Regions from separate parts of the Sus scrofa genome. Here region 2 is linked to region 1. A link is a contact called in public Hi-C data. All regions are on one chromosome and are shown on one strand. Each heading gives the region's core, a stretch centred on a gene start, on an enhancer-like site or on the middle of the called end of the contact. The rest is flanking DNA. Distances are from core to core; before and after follow the strand shown.

The links. A called contact is a pair of places that touch in the nucleus more often than the background predicts.
Region 2: a Hi-C map of fetal heart ventricle shows a contact between it and region 1, with 3 times the contacts expected there. The contact joins two enhancer-like sites. A contact is called at or near these places in 3 of 47 Hi-C or Micro-C datasets (embryonic fibroblasts, fetal heart ventricle and heart right ventricle) and 1 of 2 datasets of contacts at active chromatin or transcription factors (skeletal muscle).

What each region holds. Positions count from the first base shown.
Region 1 is chr15:65,863,355-65,866,844 of Sscrofa11.1, reverse strand. No RefSeq gene overlaps it. Among named protein-coding and RNA genes, the nearest start is that of TANC1, 55 kb to the left of the region's middle. Within about 2 kb of position 1,389, at least 6 of the 83 cell types and tissues checked have an H3K27ac peak or open chromatin away from gene starts, as enhancers often do.
Region 2 is chr15:66,572,034-66,575,460 of Sscrofa11.1, reverse strand. All of the region lies in intron 3 of LOC110256931 (a long non-coding RNA gene), which reads left to right. The region is part of intron 1 of LOC110256932 (a long non-coding RNA gene); the gene reads right to left. Among named protein-coding and RNA genes, the nearest start is that of MARCH7, 76 kb to the left of the region's middle. Within about 2 kb of position 1,845, at least 8 of the 83 cell types and tissues checked have an H3K27ac peak or open chromatin away from gene starts, as enhancers often do.

The DNA.
Region 1 (3,490 bases), core at 140-2,639:
GGTTATAAAAACACGCTTGGGGTCAGCTCTCCCTTATCATCAGTAAGTTGTCCTACTATACAAGCAACTCTCTTATCTCAAAAACTTTATCTTTCTTTTTACCCTGCTATGAGTCTGGAAATTTCCTTTTCTGACTGGCAAGCTTGGACCATGACAGTTGAGAGTTTGCATAAGGAGCAAGTAGAACCCTTGAACATCTACTCCCAACCCACATGATGTCCAGAGATTACACGTCAACCTCAGGAGGAAATGGGAATTTGATCCATGAAGAGATGATGTCCAAGAGACTCTAGACTCAGGGATGATGACAAGCACAACTGAGGATGGGGATGAGGCACTGGACAGAAAACATTGGAACTGAGTGAAAGGCTGTACATTGCATGGTGAGACTCAAGCCTTTGCTCCTCCTCAGCCCCTGGAATGCTGGCAGGGAAGCTTATATCTCTTGGTCAGCAGACTGGATAATTTTACTTTGGAGATGGCCCAAGAAAAAAGAAGACCTACTGACATTTAGAGTTGCCTAATATAATGTTCAAGTTCCACTTGATTACCCTACAGTGTAATTTACCATTCAACAGTCATAAGCCCCATTCATGTTCCTAGAGCTTTCAATCAGGCTTTTTGCACTTCGCCTTTAATATGAACGGGCAGACTTTTGAGGTAAGCCTCTGATATGAAAAAATAAGAACAAAACTACAGAAAGAAGAGTCAAAGACAGTGCAAGAAACAGAAGGAAACTTCAAACAAATGACTAATATCCTCTGAAAGATAAGTGATGATATTATATCCTTGAAACAAAAACAGGATGATAAGACAATGGAACAATTAAGGAACATGAAAAAGCTTTATAAATTAAAAATATGCTGATTTAAGTAAAAAAATTCAATAGAAGTATTAAAAGATAAAGTTGAAGAATCCTTCAAAAGTAGAACAAAAAAATCTAGCAAAAGAAAGTAGGGCAATTTGAGAGGGTCAATATCTGATTAATAGGGATTTCAGAAAAAAAAAAAAACAAAGCAGCAGAAATTGTCAGCTACTGTATTAGTCTGTGTTCTCCAGAGAAAGAGAATCAATGGTGTATATATTTATATTTATATACATTTAATATATTTATTATAAAGAATTGATTCACTTGATTATGTAGGCCAAGGAGTCACTAGATCTGCAATCAACACACTGGAGACCCAGGAGAAACAATGGTATACTTCTAGCTCAAGCCTGAGTCCACAGGCAGAAGATTGGTGTCCCATATGGAAGTTAGGCAGAGAAAAAAAATTCTGTCTTACTCAGGATTTTATTTCTATTTGGGTTTCAATGAATTGAATGAGGCCTACCCACAATGGAGGGCAATTTGCTTTACTCATTCTACTGATTCAAATGTTAATCTCTTCTAGAAGCACTCACAGTCACACCCAGAATAATGTTTAACCAACTCTGCGTACCCTGTGGCCCAGTCAAGCTGACACATGAAATTAACCATCACAAACACAACACAGGAACACATTCCAGAATCAAGGATGTGATGGGGAGAAATGAAAATGATCCGTACCAAGGCACACCACTGTAAAATCCTCCGTCATTAGGGATAAAAGGAATCTAAAAGCTTCCAGAAAGAAAACGAAAGCTCACCAGGCAATACAACAGCATTGGACTCTCAACAGTGCTAGTGGCTAGAAGCTAAGACAGCAATGCATTCAAAATTCTGCAAGAAAAATTTCCAACCAATTCTCTGCTCAAACTATCAAATATGAAGTTAGCCAAAAAAGATGTTTTCAAGCAGGATAATCTCAAAAACTTTGCTTTATTTGGATTTTTTTTTTCCCAAGAAGCTTCTGGAGCATATGTGTTACCAAAGGAAGGGAATAAACCAAGAAAGAGGAAGATCTGAGTGAGGAAACAAGGGTTCAAACAAAGGAAAGAGGCAAGTTGAATTTAGAGAAGGATGATAAAATGTCCTAGGCTGACAAAATTTAGCCATTCTAGAAATGAACCAGTCCAGGTAGAAACAGAAGGATGGAAGAATTCAGAAAAGGTGTCTGCATTAAAAACAAATAAACAAACAGACAAATAAAGCAAACAACTATGGGAATACTTGAGGTGCTTGAGTATAAGAAAAAGTGTTTTATATCTATATCTCTATTCACACAGATGCACAAAACAAAATAAGTAAGCAACATTTAATTCCAGGAAAAACAAAAAATGCATAAGAAGAGAAAAATAAACACAGTATTGCATACTTATGAACAATATTTACAATATCACTATAATATAAAAACCAAGGTTTTTTTTTTTTTTTTTTTTTTTTTTTTTTGTCTTTTTGCCTTTTCTAGGGCCGCTCCTGTGGCATATGGAGGTTCCCAGGCTAGGGGTCAAATCGGAGCTGTAGCTGCCAGCCTACACCAGGGCCACAGCAATGCGGGATCTGAGCCACATCTGCGACCTACACCACAGCTCACAGCAACACTGGATCCTTAACCCAATGAGCAAGGCCAGGGATCGAACCTGCAACCTCATGGTTCCTAGTCGGATTCGTTAACCACTGAGCCACAACAGGAACTCCCAAAAACCAAGTATTCTTTTAATTAAAAATTGCAATTAAAATACATAGGAAGGAAGAAGTTTGTGTGTGTGATGTAGGGATGGTGAAAGGATACCTAAGTCCTTATGTTCCATAGTAGAAAGTGAGTAGATAATGTCTAAATCAATAAATAGAACACAGGAATTCCTGTTGTGGTGTAGCGGAAACGAATCCAACTAGGAACCATGAGGTTGTGGGTTCGATCCCTGGCCTCACTCAGTGGGTTAAGGATCCAGCATTGCTGTGAGCTGTGGTGTAGGTCACAGACATGGCTTGGATCCTGCATTGCTGTGGCTCTGGCATAGGCCAGAGGCTACAGCTCTGATTGGACCCCTAGCCTGGGAACCTCCATATGCCGCGGGTGCAGCCCTGAAAAGACAAAAATAAATAAATAAATAAATAAATAGAGCATAAAGTTATTAGTAAAAATAAGGAGGTAAATATAAGAGGAGAAACAGGTAACTGGATTAGAAGTTGCCTCTGCCTTTGGGAATCCACTTCTGTGGCTGAGTACTATGTGGTTTTGGTTGCTGTTGTTATTGCTCATTTGTTATTTTAAATTTTGTAAGTTTTTTTTTTCTTTCGTTTTTAGGGCCCTACTCACAGCATATGGAGGTTCCAAGGGAAGGGGTTGAATTGAAGCTGCAGCTGCCAGCCTACAGCACAGCTCTTGGCAACACCAGATCCTTAACCCACTGAAAGAGGCCAGGGATTGAATCCACATCCTCATGGATACCAGCCACAATAGGAACTCCTAAATTTTATAAGTATTAATTGACCTTCAAACCATGTCTGGGTATTTTTTGACTGCCAAATTTTTTTATGACCAAAAAAAATTGTGTATAAGATGATACAAAAGAATCATGTTAAAGGTTTTCCTAATCTTTCTGGAATAAGCTGGGTCTAGACAAA
Region 2 (3,427 bases), core at 596-3,095, 710 kb before region 1:
CTCAGGATAAATTCAACCATAAAGCCTTTCACTCACAGGTCCCTGCCTCCTTTTCCTTCTTGTCCCTGATATTCCACACCTCATGCTGAATAGTCCTGCTAAATTGTATTTCTCACTCTAGTAGATGGACATAAGATGTAGTAGTAGCTCTTTGTATTTAAACAGGTTTCACTCAGAATCCACCCTCACTTTCTTTGCCTGGTATGTATTTGAGATGTAGCTCAAATGGGATTTCTTTGATAAGCTTTTCATAGACCCTCAGTCAGAATTAGTTGTTGCCCCACCCTCGTTATTCTTGCAAAACTTTATTATTTGTATCTTTATAATGTGATTTTTGTGAGCCTCTAATCTCCCAGGAATTTCACACTTTCAACATCAACCAGAATGTGAGCTTTTCATGTCCTTCCAGCCTCTAGCAGAGTGCATAGCATATAGCGAGCACTCAAATGTTTGTTCAGAGAATGAAAACAAATAAAGCTTCATTAGTCTGTACTGATTGAAACAGAAACAAGACATGACAGTGGCCAGCTTGTTCTACCATTAAGATCTTTTGTTCTTTTAGCTTTTTATAGTCAGCCTAGACTTTGTTCTCTGTACACAGCAATTTCTTACCCTTTGAAGGTCCCTGTACAATAACTACAGTAGTAAATTAGATACCTGTCCATCTTTATATCTACCTATTTGAAAAGTTTTGCCTTAGTCCTAAAAGTAGATGATGCTTTACAGAAGAAAGTGCAACAATTTAGTCCACAGTGGTGGAATACTTCGTTTATGGGATAGGTATGTATCATATATAGAATTTCAGAAATAATTATCAGTAATATTGGAAAAGATCTGTTTGATTATTAAATTCTTTCACCTTCTGTACATGATCAAGTACTAATTTAGGTGATGATCTTAAGTAGAAGACTTAAGTGCTGTGGGAGCCAAATTATTTTATAACTTATAATTATTTTCCCTTTTTTTCCCTTCAACTCTATGAAGAGTTGTCATCTTTGAAACACTTAAATGTAGATAACATAAAAAAAGGGAAGGAATCATATTAAAAAATAATTTAAGCACAACTTCTTAGTAAGGGGGTATCAAATACTGGAGTAATCCAGTTTTAAATTTTTAGTGTATAATTATTTTTAAATAGCAGTTTTAAAAGTATAGATTAAATTGGATAAGTAATATATTTGAATTACCAAATAACCCCCAATTATTTTGAAGATTATTTTAATATAAAAATTGAAGATTTTATTTTTTATTGAAATACAAAAATTCCTTTTATGAATTTTAGATATCAACCTATGTGAGTTTTTCATTTGTTAACTATTTTGTTAATTATTGATTATCATTTAACTGTACTTTGCCTTTGAGAATGTTGCAAAAATATTTCCAAACTATATAAAAAGCCCTTGATGATAATAAAAATATAGTTATAAAATATTTTAAAGACACCAAAATCAAGTTTTTCATTATCACTACTTTTATCCTTTATAACAATCTTTAATGACACTAAGTCTTACTTTGTTATATTACTTCATCATTCAACCAAGGAAAAGACAACTTTGTGTTATATACGGCTACAACTTGAAATTTTATATATATATGTGATATACACATACACACATAAATGTACACACTTTAAAATTTTTTTAGTCATAAAACCACTGAGGGGAATGATAGAAATTTTTAATATGAATTTTTATATTTATATAAGCTAATTGCTTTTATTATCTATGTATCATTTTTTTTCCTTGGATTAGGCATATATCTAAAATTTAAATTACAAAATGAGTTTTATTATGTTAAATAGTTTTCCCGCAGGCTTTTTTCCTCTAAAAACTAGGCAATGTAAATTACATATTCCTATGAAACTTACTGTTTGGAAAACCAATGTGCTATCTTGAAACCCAGTATTATTCAAAATATTATTGGAAACAAAAGTTGAACCATGCTTTGCAGTATATTGTTTAAAGTATTTAAGTAAAAGATATATCTTTGGTCATCCAAGTTATTGAAGTGTGCCACCTAACTTTATTTCAAGAGAAATGTTTTAAGAGAATTCTTTATGAAAATTGAAACAACTTGAATCTAGTGCTTTCTTTTTATCATTTCAAAACTGATTATTTTTAACAGTAATGCTAGTGATTGGGCAAAATATCAGAAATGGAATGTTGAAATATTAATATTAAAATTATTTATATAAAGAAATGTCCGTGAATTCTTCCAAATATTTTAAAATACTGTTTTGAATAATGACTACTGTTATATAAAAGTGAATGAACTTTTTTGCAAGTTTCTTTGCTAAAGTAATATCTAAATGCTAGCTTTCCACACTTATAGCATAATCTATATTTTTTTTCTGGAGAATTATTTGTAAGTTTTGTTATTGTGGAACTGTTGACCCAGTCATACATGTACAGAGCTTGGCCTCTGAGTTAATTAAATATGAGTTAATAATATATTATAAGGAAATTATTGTCCTTATTACAGTTATTAGGTAGTTACTCAAATTATAGCTTCAAAGGAATGCAGAGCATGGAAAACTCAGGATTAAATTATGCATTTGAACCTTAGGCCAGCTTTTACTGTAGAGACAGTTTTCTGCTAAGAGAGAAATTGTATGTCATTGAAATTAAATGCTTTTCTGGGGATGGAAGGTTCCAGTTTTTAATGAAATTACTGAGTGTGGTGTAGTGAAATGATTAAAATCTGTATTCCGGGAATGTGGCAGGGAAAAAAAATCAATAAGTGCTAGCACAGCTTTGCTGCTCTATGTGAATCCTGAGAATGAAATAAACTACTACAAAAATAATAATTAAAAACATATCAGCACATTAATTTATTTAGCATCAATCTCCTGAGACATCATCTTCACTAATTTTTAGCATACATTTTACTATGTAATGAGCAGCCTTCTTTTCAGATATCCCTATTAGACAGGCAGTATTTCTGCCCTTCCCCCAGTGCTCCTGCTTTGCAATCATTGTACTTGCACTTATTATGTTACAAATGACCGAGGTAAGGCTGACATTCTCAGTGCATGCAAAAAGACCTAGTCTGCCAAGCTTTTTTTTTTCCTAATGAAGCAGCTTTGTGAAATCTCCCCATGTGTTAATACTAATGAAGATCCTCCAGCACAATTAAAATCACAGCCAGTGGCTGAAGAGGAAACATAAAACAATAGCATCTTTTAAGATACATTTATCCGCATATGCATGTGCAAAATATACATATATGGTCAAATTATTCTATAGCTTGCCTTTCACTTGCTCTTCCTCCTAAAAATTTTATTATGCAATTTTTAATAATATGAACTTTCGAGACTTTAACGTGCTTCAGGGGAAAAACACTACCTCAATGAAAAACATTTTTATTTGTCGTCTTGGTTAATAAAGTGTTGCGAAGGTTAAGGCCTTTAAAAAAAGAATCATCTTTT